Linked DNA regions of Anser cygnoides: all the other regions are linked to region 2. A link is a contact called in public Hi-C data. All regions are on one chromosome and are shown on one strand. Each heading gives the region's core, a stretch centred on a gene start, on an enhancer-like site or on the middle of the called end of the contact. The rest is flanking DNA. Distances are from core to core; before and after follow the strand shown.

Evidence for each region. Hi-C and Micro-C count contacts between places; a contact is called where the count stands out from the background.
Region 1: a Hi-C map of liver shows a contact between it and region 2, with 19 times the contacts expected there. The contact joins two enhancer-like sites. A contact is called at or near these places in 2 of 7 Hi-C or Micro-C datasets (both in liver).
Region 3: a contact with region 2 is called in a Hi-C map of liver, with 1.8 times the contacts expected there. The contact joins two enhancer-like sites. A contact is called at or near these places in 2 of 7 Hi-C or Micro-C datasets (both in liver).

The regions. Positions count from the first base shown.
Region 1 is chr1:37,446,869-37,450,943 of Taihu_goose_T2T_genome, reverse strand. No RefSeq gene overlaps it. Among named protein-coding and RNA genes, the nearest start is that of HMGA2, 88 kb to the left of the region's middle. Within about 2 kb of position 2,798, at least 2 of the 3 cell types and tissues checked have open chromatin away from gene starts, as enhancers often do. A contact at or near this core is called in liver, where this site is marked.
Region 2 is chr1:37,315,564-37,319,419 of Taihu_goose_T2T_genome, reverse strand. The region is part of intron 1 of MSRB3 (methionine sulfoxide reductase B3); the gene reads right to left. Among named protein-coding and RNA genes, the nearest start is that of MSRB3, 15 kb to the right of the region's middle. Within about 2 kb of position 2,234, at least 1 of the 3 cell types and tissues checked has open chromatin away from gene starts, as enhancers often do. A contact at or near this core is called in liver, where this site is marked.
Region 3 is chr1:37,490,619-37,494,231 of Taihu_goose_T2T_genome, reverse strand. No RefSeq gene overlaps it. Among named protein-coding and RNA genes, the nearest start is that of HMGA2, 44 kb to the left of the region's middle. Within about 2 kb of position 1,336, at least 3 of the 3 cell types and tissues checked have open chromatin away from gene starts, as enhancers often do. A contact at or near this core is called in liver, where this site is marked.

The DNA of each region.
Region 1 (4,075 bases), core at 1,549-4,048, 130 kb before region 2:
GTTTTCTGGGCAATGAACAGATCAGGTGAAGGCTGTTTCCTTTCTCCCATCTGCCGCATTGTAGACCCTTTTAGGCAGAACAAGGCACTACACAAAAGCCAGGGGCCAGCTACATGTTTCATTATTGTGTGTGTCTAATTCTTTAATCCCATGCCATTCTTACTAAGTGATCAGTGACTTACTGAAATGAAAAATCCCAAAGTATTTATTTTAAAAGTGCAAAAATGGAATCACGTGAACCATGGCTGATTAAAAAAAGGAGACTATACCTTCAACAACAAGTGGATCAAATTTAGCTGGTTGTAGGACTGACACATCTCCAGTGTCATCTGCAACAAGAACCAAATGCTAATTGCCTGACACTATTGAACACCTCGTCAGCTGTGACTTAGGGCTCTCCTGTGCATGACTTCAGAAAAACAAGCCTTTCTTTATGCTTATCCTGGTTTTGTGTTTTTCAGTGGACCTGTTTTTCCTATGCTAATGGGGTTAATGTACTTTGTTGCTACTGTTTTGCAAACTACTTTTGACGAAGCACACAGAGGAAGCTTTCACACAGTCTGGATTCACTAATTGGAAAAAGACTTGAGACAAATCTGAACGGCACCATGTTTCCCCATGTCATCACGGAGCAGTTGATACTCTTCAAAAGACCACAAGGAATGGTGGTGACATACTTCGTTTTCAGAACTCTCAGAAGAAGGAGGAAAACAGGAAGATTCTAATAAAAATGCTAAGTGCAATATATTATCTTGCCAACAAGAACTTGTCCTATGAAGCCATGATTCAGAACAAGTTGAAAATATGAAGTATTTGTCCGCAACTTTTTCAACTGCTTTTTCTGAAGTCAGAATATGATCCCAGGGTTTTTAAATGGTTGAGAGAGAGTCAAATCAAATTCACAGATTCTGTTGTGCTGCTGAAGTAGTAAAGGATATTTCTAGGAAGTTTCTAGGAAAGTGGTATGCTGGTACAGTAAATAAAATCTGATTTTTCCAGTGAAGGGCAATTATAATTACAGCATGTAGGTGACACTAATGCTTGTGAAGAGTTTGCTGCAAGACAGCCTGTACACTTGCAGAGATAATTATATCTGAAATTAATCTCCAGTTCTGAATATTGACTACTATTATGGATCATGTTACGCTGCTTTTGCTTGGCAATGTGAAATCAGTAAGAAGAACCACAACCCACAAATACCTGTTCTCATAGGCAACATATGACCTTGCCAACTGTGAAGTATGCAATGTGATGTTTTGAAGCAAGAGCTCAGCAAGGGCTGATATGGCAACTCAGATGGGAAAATGCAAAGAAACTGATGTTGCTGGAATTTAGAAAGTCTCAATTACTGAATGGAAAATGCATGGAAAATAACTATTTACTGTCTGTGCACCAGATCAAAGGCACACATTATTCTAGGAACAAACCCAGGATAAAGTTGGGGGTGAAATGACTGGACTTTTGAAGGTGAATAAAATTTCCAGGAAAATATCAAGAGTAAAAGAGGAACCCAAACATCCACATGGAGAAATGAAATTTTATGGACTCATCAACTCAGAAATAATAAATTCTAATCAGTATTAGTCTATGATGTGAACATAACGTTCTCAAAATAACTTCATCCAAAAAAAAAAAAAAAAAGTATTGAAGGAGGTCTGGTTCCTATTTCAATCAAAACCAATTGCTTTTTCTGCTTCCCATCTTGAAAATTACTAGACACTTCCCTAAAGATAACTGAAGATACTGCAAATACATTTCAAAGTTTGTGTCCTTGGAAAACTAAGTTCCAGGGGAAAGAAAGCTGGATGAAATAAAGATAAGGAGTTAAAACTTAAATCATAGAATACATTAAATCCCTGCATCAACATCATTATTTCAGAGAGATTCTAACTTTAATGAATGCAATTTTAATATTTTTCCATATTTATTTTAACTTTGCTTTATAGAGATATGTACTACATTTAGTCAAAATGTATGCCATTTATTTTCTGAATTGGCACAGCTGATAAAAAATATTTTCATGGGAAACACACTGCAAAAGCCAATTCTAGCGTTCAGCATAGAAGGAAAAGTTGGTTTCAGTTTGGAGTAGGACAGTCTTGGCTCAGCTACTGCATGGTTTTATAAATCTACCAGGACAAAACTGGTGACCTACAAATTACAGCTGTTGTAGAATAATCTTTTTTTTTTTAAAAAGACACAATTAATCATGGGGTAGGACCTCTTTCATATTTAGAACTCTTTTCTTATTACCACTGAAAAGAGTTGTTTCAAACAGTAGTTTTTTAACATTAGTAAATGGTGTATTTTTAATGAAGTGAGATAATCTAGGTTCTGTCCTATACTCTGTTTCTCATTTATAAATAGAATACCTAAATTTTGAGGAAGAGACTGAATCTATTATCCCAGTCTCAGTATCCCGTGTCCTACAACTGTGTGTGGAAATGAAGCATGAAACTAAAGAAAAGAAGAAAGATTTCCTCATCTGTATGTCATTCATTCAGATCTGCTTAGTCAATATTATTGGGATATGCTGTTAAATGTGCATTTCATGAGAAATGATGTTTTAAACTTTCAAAATACACTGTTCCTTGATTTTATAGGTGAATTGAAAAAAAATATTTTGAAACAAATGGGTATTGTTTTAAGATCCCCAAGCACTAAGAGCTCTTACAAGGCTATTTGTAAAAAGCAAGGATGATTTTGATTTTCACTGTCCAGGATAAAATAAAAAATGTGAAAAAGAAAAAGAAAGCCACAACAGATAATGGCTAGTGCATTGGATTTGTAAAGTGCTTTCTTTTTACCAGGATGTTATCTGTCACATGAGTAGAGTTGTGAGTACAAACATTACTTTTATGTGCAATAAGTCAATTGATTTGTACCATTTCTTCAGCTTGCACAATTGTTCTGCATCAGAGAAAATACATCCCTTTCCAGTCGGGCAGTAACTGCAGCCAGCACTTCTTTCATTCCAATCACATACCTTTTTTTAGGCAATATATTACGTACAAAGAGACCATTGTACTTTTATTCCTGCCAAATGTGATACAGCTTACAGGAGACAAAAGAACAGAATGGTTCCTTTTAATAGATCTTGAACCTCCGAGTAAATATATAGAAGTTGCTCAAGCGCTAACCTCTGAAAACTGAACCCTGCAGCTTTGATTGTAGTAGCTCAAACAAACCAAACTCTGCAGGGCTCACCCAGTGGTAATTGCAATAAACAACATACAAGAGCTCCCAAATATTGCTCAACCAAGCACAGTGTTGGCCACCTGCCAGATGCTTAATGGCCACTTCTGACCTGAATACAATGGCGTGGTGGGGGTGGATGTTGGCAGCCCAAGGGACTGGAGTGGCTCTGCTCTGGTGGCTCTGTGGGTCACCAGTGGAGCAGAGGGAAGGCACTGGGTGAATTGTAGACACCTGTGGGTCACATCTGTGGTTTGTGGCAGGTGGCTTCTGCACCTCCCCGTTAGGTGTAATGAGTCAAGAAATAATACGTACACAACTCATGAAGAGTAGTAATACAATGGAGCACAACCATTGTAGCCAAAATAAATAAAACTAACATGACTTCCAATTCAGAATAGTGATAATCATAGCAACAGGGAACTTTTTATTATATTTAAAACAAAATAATGTAGGGAGAATATGTCACTTGGAGAATAAAACTGATTGCGTGGAGAAAGTCTTGCTTCCATTCACATCGAAGTCATCAACAAATCTATGGTTGCCTTTGTGAGGAGCTGGTTTGGCCCAACATGGGTGGTGATTCTTTCAGGTATTAAGACTGTGTGTTCATCATGATATAGCCCTAGTGAAATGCGCAGTGGTGAGGGGAGTGATTCCCAACCAGTGTGAACAACGTTCAACTTGACAAGTACCAGGGTAGAATTCCCCTGCAGCCCCCACTCCTTGCTCTTCTCCATGGCCTTCCCCAGAAAATATGTTTGAGCACATAAAACTGACCTCCTCATTCAGAGAAGTCTTCTGAGGAAAAACAAAAGCTGACTTTTCTTTCAGGATTGCCAATATGGGCAATATCGCTTATTTGCAGTTATTACTCCAG
Region 2 (3,856 bases), core at 985-3,484:
GGCCCCAAGATTTTCCAAATCCTGCTCTGCCTCTGTGTGGGGACTGAAGGCGTCACGCCACGGACACGAGCAGAGCAGAAGCTTGGTCTGGTCTGCAATGCTGACGTTTGCGTTGTGTCATAGCCCCACGCTCATGCCCGGCTTGCGGGCTGCCAGCCACTTCAACGGGAGCTTTGTTTCCTGCAGACAGCTTTGTGACAGCTTGGCTTTGCCGCAGCTGGCAGTGCAGTAACTTTTTGTGGATGTTGTTTCCAGTCAGGAGCCTTCCCTGCTATTTTGGAGGCCAGAATACCAAAGGGCAGCCAGACCTTACCCCGGATGGCTGGGCTCTCACAGACCTGCCTATAGGAAGCCCTACACGTGTCTGTGAAACGTCCCCCATGCAGCTGGGCGTCTGGTGAAGCCCGGGGCAGACACGAAGGCATTATCCCCGCTCTGTGCTTCATCTCTCCCGCTGCGAGCTCCATCAGGCCTGCCAAACCTGCTACTTCGTGCTGCTGGATCTACCTCTCCAGACCAAAACCTCTCCACCCCTCCCGATTCGTGAGAAGTAAACAGGATCATAACTCCCTCAAGTGTAAACAGTTTAAAGGAAATGATTTGAATTTGCCAAGGATTATAAAATAGATCTTGACCTCTTGAAAATGTCAAATATTTCAGTGTTCACCAAAATGTTGTTATTTAGTCTCAAGTATTCGTAAAGACTTGGAGGATATATAAGTCCTGAAAGCCCAATAAAATATAACTAAGCATTCATGAAAGTATTTTATTGCAGTTAACGTATTTTATTCTTTTATTGCTGACATTTTGATCGCTATTTTCATTTACTCTGTACATTACAGCAGTGCCCAGTAGTTTCAAGTAGGACTGGGACCTCCCGGCGTTAGGTACTGCATATACACAAACAAAATCCCTGCTGCAGGGTGCTTACAGGCCAAGATTAAAAACTGCTTGTAAAGAATCAGCAAAGAGAAGAACAAAGTCAAAATCATTACGACTGATGCATTTGGTTTGAAGGTTTGGTACAGAGATTGCTTTGATGGAGAACAACAGTGACGTAGCTGTTGTAGGTAAGACCTTTGCTTCGCTGTTCCTGCAGTGAATGCAAGCTTGGCCCTATACTTCAACAGCTTTAGGAACTGGGTTTGCACCGCGGATCTCTTTGACAGGAACAGCCAGAGCATGACAAACATGGGAAGGAAACATCATCCTGGAAGTACCTTTGTTGGTGGCTTAAACTTATGTCCCACATCCACCTGGACTTCGGCAGGGCCAAGCAAAGGCCCCACACCACAGCTGAAGTTGCTTGCCACAGCCCTGTATGATGGCGCTGTAACGTGAGGCTTTCCCGGTGGGCTAAATGCTCCAAGAAGAGCCCAGTGCAAAACTGACAAGCCTGGGTGTTGATCCCTAACAGGTCTGTCCCAGCCCTGAACACAAGCCCCCAGCAGCCAGGACACCACTGGCTCTTCCACTGCTGTCCCCGCTACATCAGGAGGTGGGATTTGGGAGCCTTCTGCTAGAATTATAAACATCATAACTGCAGGAAAGCCTTCCTTGCAGGATGCTGACATCCCACTGTTGACAGATGGGGAGGTACTGCCCGCTTTCAAGACCTAGATCGTCAATCGCAAATGTTGGGAAATCACAAGTTAGGCCCCAAAATAAACAAGATTTGTTAAAAAATAACGTAGGGGGGAGGTCTTTCAAATTTGTCCTTCGGAAATGAAGCATTTTGTACGTACTCAGGTTGTGTTTTCTCAACCTCTGTCTGCAGCTAGAAAAATTTCTCTGGGGAAAGGACAACTTGAGAGATAAAATTCTGATATTATCACATGTTGCTTTTAAGAGCTGTAAGAGAAACATCAAGGGTTCTCAGGAGCTGATAACACTATTGTTTTAAGTTTTTCTGCATTTAGTTTAGTTTAGTGTTTCTCCTGAAAACCCCAGTCCAGATTCCTAAAATTACATGAGAATCCCAGCTCTCACAAGAAAAACGTGAAGTTTCAGCCCTTTAGCAGTAAATTAAAAAATAACAGTAAAGCAACTGGACACCAAATCTTAAGGGAACAACCTTTTTTTCTTGCACCAATAATGAGACCTCGATAGTGTGAGACTTCTACTTTTTTTCCCCATTTCCCTCCCTCCCACCCCCCAGTCTCTGGCCCCATTTTGAGGACAGGAAACAATTACAGATCCCTACATGCTCGCCAGAGAGCCAGGCTCCTATGTCAGGAATTTCAGTGTCACTGGACAAAGCAAAGGAGCAAAAATACTGCCATACTGGAGAAATCCTAACAACTACAAGTCAGAAGACAGTAAAGGCCTGGGAAGTTTCTGTAGTCAAGTGTTACAGTAACAAGTTAATTTTAATTAGTATTTGTTTTGTTAAGTTTCTCCAGACAAGCAGTAAGTTCTAACAGTTGCTTTGCAAAAGTTTTGGTTTCTTTTGTTGTTGATTTAAGTCCAAAACAAACAAACTATAACCAAACGTTTCACTGATAAAACTTAGCGAAATATTTAATATATGCATTTATTCCGGTCTTACCATTTGGATTTATTTTTTATTTTCAAATTTGGCTCCTGCTTACTTAAACCCAAGTCAAACTCAGCAGACAGAACAGCACAACCATTGGGCACTGCAGGAACAAGAAATGCAGCTGCGAAAGCACCATATGAGCAAAATTGTTGGTGTATCAAGGATTTCTGGGTCAAAACAGTTGTTTAGTCCCTAGCCACTTTCCCTTAACACAGTCACTGCAAATGCCAAAGGCCCTTGGTCTCTCTTGCTCCCTCCATTGCATCCCAGAGTTTTTGGAGTCTTTACCATTTGAGCTAGATGTCTCAGGTTGTCACGGTATGTGCCAAGGGGGGATGGGGGGCAAAGGCAATGTTTAGCAGCTTGTAGAGAGATATTTAATGGAGTCTGATCCAATATCCAATACCGGACTGCCGGCCACGCAGGAGAATGGTACACAGGAAAGCTTCTGAGGAGGGCGATGAGGTCAGCCAGTCATTTACTGGAGGAAGAAGGGATGAGCTCCCGTTCCCCCTGCTGATCCCAGAAGGTCTCTGGTCTTTCACCCCCCATACAGTTCCAAATCCCTCAACTTTGGAGGGATTATGCTAGCCTTTCTCCATGCCAAAGTACTCTCCTTACATACATGTGCCTTCCTACCTCGGTGAAGATCCCTTCTTGTCCTGTCCAAAACCGTGAAGTCAATTGACAAAACCTTTGGAAACTCACCTTTAAAGAGGGCTCTTAGGCTCTGCATTTTCATGTGCTTGTGTATGAACTGATAATGCAAACTGAGGGCGTCTCCATAAGTTCCTGATTTGCCATTAACACATGTTGCAAAAGCTCCCTGATCTAGAGCAACATACTTCAGTAATTAGCAGCTAACAACATGCAGCAAAACATCATAAAGAGAATTATAAATATAACCTTCTCAAAGGCTTACTAAAGAGGCATAAAATATTTTTAGAAGAAACTAATTGTGTTAGCCTTACAAGTATGCAAAGGAACTGTGGCATTTAACTTGCACACTTGTCTGTATATAGCTTTATTTCCAACTCCCCTCATAAAATACCAGCTTCTCAATTAAAGCCACAGCAGTCAGAAGTGCTCAGCCTGAATTCCCACGTCACTTTTAACACTCACAATTAAAGCACGTTCTCCGTAGCTGTTTGCTCTGGAATGTGCAAACTGAACGTCAATCCAGTCTACTTTTAGGAAGTTTACGTTGTGCCCTGATAAAAGAGGTCGTTACTGCCATATCCCATAATATCTGAGTGGAAAACCAGGAAATGTCAAGCTTTAAACTTGAAGTTACTCCCCGTGCTGCAGAGCAAGCAG
Region 3 (3,613 bases), core at 87-2,586, 180 kb before region 2:
CTTATTTTTAACAACAGCAGAAATAAAAAACTTTCAGAATGGCTAAAACCCTGTCCCTAGCATGACAGCTGACAGCTAATGCATGGGAGATGCCAAACTGACTTGCAGTTATCTTTTCACCTCTCTGCTGTCTGAGGCTACCCGAAATTGTAGTTGCTGGCACAACCCAGTCATCAAAATAGCTTGCTCCAGCTACTTGCCTGCTAATGTGCTACCATGTTTTTTCACGGCAAGGGAATCCCAAAATAGGCTCAGATAGGCCTGGGCAACAGCTTATTTATGCATTTTTCTACTGCCAGGTGGGCACAACCTGAGGCTGGGGGGAACTTAATCTCTGCTAAGCAGTTACTCACCGAATTCAACAGTTTCCAAGAAAAATCACATGATACAATCAAAGTGTATTTTAATGTTGAATCAAGACATACCAGTAAGTCATTTAGAGGAACAAAATCATCGATCACATCAAGTTAAATTCAGCTTACAGTACTAAAAAGCTTCAAGACACCAACTGTGATAGGCAGATCTGGGGGTGGATCTAGTACTGACTGCATGCAGTTTTCTGACATCTTATCCCAAATAGCTTGTTTAGAAAATGCCATGAAGCACTGTTAACAGAAAATAGTTGCACAGTTTTTCTCCTCTGGTCTATCAACATGCAAGTGCAAGAGCACATTTCCATGTCTTCGGATATCCCTTCTATCCCTCGACGCAGTTTTCACATGTTGGCAGATCCGACCAAAGTCCCAGCCGCAGCTGGGTCTACATGGCAGATGTCCACAGAGCGGTTGTGTATTGTCTTGGCACCGTTCGTGCTCCCTCCTCCCTCCTCTGCTCAAACTGCATGCCATAGGAGATTGCTTTGTACTACAAACTACGAAGGACAACCCTCGGCTACTGCCAAGCAGCTTTTTTTTTTTTTTCTTTAACTTGCACTGTAAACTGCACAGTCCTAAAATTGACCTAGAGGAAAAAAAAAAAAGGCGAAAACTCTTCCATATATGACCAGAAAGCAGCTATTTAGACAAGACAGGAGAGACATTAACAGTGCAGTCAGGAGCCTGTGTGTTTGACTTGGGTGTATTAACGCCCCCAACTCTCTTCCTTCCCTCCCTCCCTCCCTCTTTCCACAAAGTCTGCATTTTATTTATTGATGGGGTGTGCTTTAGGGATCGGAGGGCTCTTCCCCTCACCCCCAGCCCAGCCAGTCCCTGCTCCTGGAGGAGGAGGAGGGGGGCTGCGCGGGGGGGGGAGGAGGCAAAGTGGGTGCATTACGAGCTGATTGTGCTCTCGCCCCGACCTCCAACAGCCTGATCCGCCTTTGAAGTTTTCCACCCCTCGACTTGAAGTGAGATCGATTACAGAAGAACAACAGGGACAAAGAATCCGCTGCTTTACGTGCAGCCACTTTCCCACGATCGGGGCAGCCAGCTCGGCAGCGGCGAGGGATCACCGCTTTCCCTACGCTCCTCCTCGCCACCATTCAGAAAACTCGCAGCCCCCGCCCCGAGCCCTCCGCTTCGCCGGGGAGAGCTATTTGCAAAAAAATAACCCGAGGTGTTTAGGGACGAAGGGGCTGGGGGGCGACTTGCACGGCCTCGGTCTTTAAAATGCAACGGGAAGGAATCGGTATGGGGCGGGGGGGGGGGGCGGAGGGGGTGGCGTTTAAAGGGTGGATAAATAAAAATTAAGCTGCACAGACGGGTGAGATGCGAGCAAGCGCCTCCTCCCCAGGCTCCGCACACGGGCGGGGGGACGCGCTCCGCACCGCCCCGCACTGCACCGGGGCCGGCAGCGCCTGCGGGCGGCACCAACGCCTTTACCTTTGGGTCTGGCCCCCGGCTCTGCCCGTGTCCCCGCCGCTGGGACAGCCGAGGGGCCGGGAGGGGACGGACCGAGGGAGGGCGGAGGTAAAAGGGCGAGTGGACAGGGGGAGAGCGCGGGGTGCCGGGGCTGGGACCCCCGCCGCCATCCCACCGCATCCCACCGCATCCCACCGCATCCCACCGCATCCCATCCCATCCCACCCCATCCCATCCCATCCCATCCCATCCCATCCCATCCCATCCCATCCTCTCCCAGCCGTGCGGGAGGATGGGGGGGAAGCACCTCTTCCCTTCCTGGCCCGCGCTGAATGGGGAGATTTGTTGTTGAAACTCGGTTTGAACCCATCACACGCCGGCTGGCTTTTCCAAGAAAAGCGCTTTAATTTGTCACCGGGCTTCCAAGCCCATTCATAAAAAAAAAAAAAAAAAAAAAAAAAAAAAAAAGGCGGCTCAGTGCCGGGCTGCAGGGACCTCCAAAGAAGGCGGCTGCGGAGGGGGATTTCCTCCCCTCCCCTCTCTCCCCTCCCTGCCCTCCCCTCCGCTGCCGGCCCTGCCCCTCCCCGCCGGCCCTGCCCCCTCGCCCGGCTGCCCGGCTCCTCCCCGGCAGACTGCGCGGCGTCGGGGCGGCGAGCGAAGGGGGCGAGCACCGGCAATAGCCGCGGTCACAAATTACTGCAGGAAGTGTTAGCCGCGCACCGGCTCCTAAACAAGATCGATTACTTTCCACCGCCGCAGCCCCAGAAAGGGCGGCCGGGACCGGGGCGGGGAGGGGAAGGGGAGGGGAGGGGAGGAAAGAGAAGAAAGGGAAGGGAAGGGAAGGGAAGGGAAGGGAAGGGAAGGGAAGGGAAGGGAAGGGAAGGGAAGGGAAGGGAAGGGAAGGGAAGGTGCCCAGGGGACAGGGCTGGGGGCGGCCCGGCCGGTGAGTAAGGCCCCGCGGGGGCGGGCCGGCTGCGGCAGGAAGCCCTGACTCAGGCTCCGGGCTCCGGGCATCCGACGGGGCCCCGGTGTGAGAGGCACCCACCCGAGCAGCGGCAGTGGGTCGAGAAGAAAGCTGTGATATAAAGGGGAATTGCACTCCCCTGCCTCCTGCTCCACGAGTGTTCTCCTTCTCAGGGCGCTTTTAGGGTTTGTTGCTTTGTTGATGGTTTCAACAGTGGAAATGTTAAGGCAGGTTTAATTTGATGACTCCCAAGTGTTAGTAAAAACAGTATTTCCGACCTCGCAGTTAATTAGGCTAACAGGGTAAATAAGAATCCTGTGTTAAATGCATGTATTTGTATAAGGATAATTATATATCTGCTGTACGTGCATACACTTGCATGCCTGGGTGTAGGTTATAGCAGGTAACCAAGTCACGCAGAAAATGCATGCTGACGTCTCGGTTTAGATGATACATTCACCCTACAGTGATTTAACTGCAAGTAAGATGTCATATACAACATGTATTAAATGCCCGTATTACTGAAGGTAGAAATACTGTAATTTAAAATAACCAAGTTTAAAGTTCAATCACATACTTTAGAGCATCCACAGAGGCTCCTTGTTCTCTTCAAGACAAGATTCACTGTTGCTGCAGAGGTGTAAGGTGTACCTGTTCCGCAGGCACCTGAATACCACTTCAGGGACAGGTTTTAAATGAGCAGCACAGGTGCTGCTGGTGGTAGTATCACAGCAGCTCATTGCTCAGCACAGATTACCACCCAAGGTACCCCCTTAGCCAGCCTGAAGCAGGTTTTACCACCCCAATTGAGCTGCTTGCTGCTGTGAGCCTCCTGCTGGGAGAGCTTATG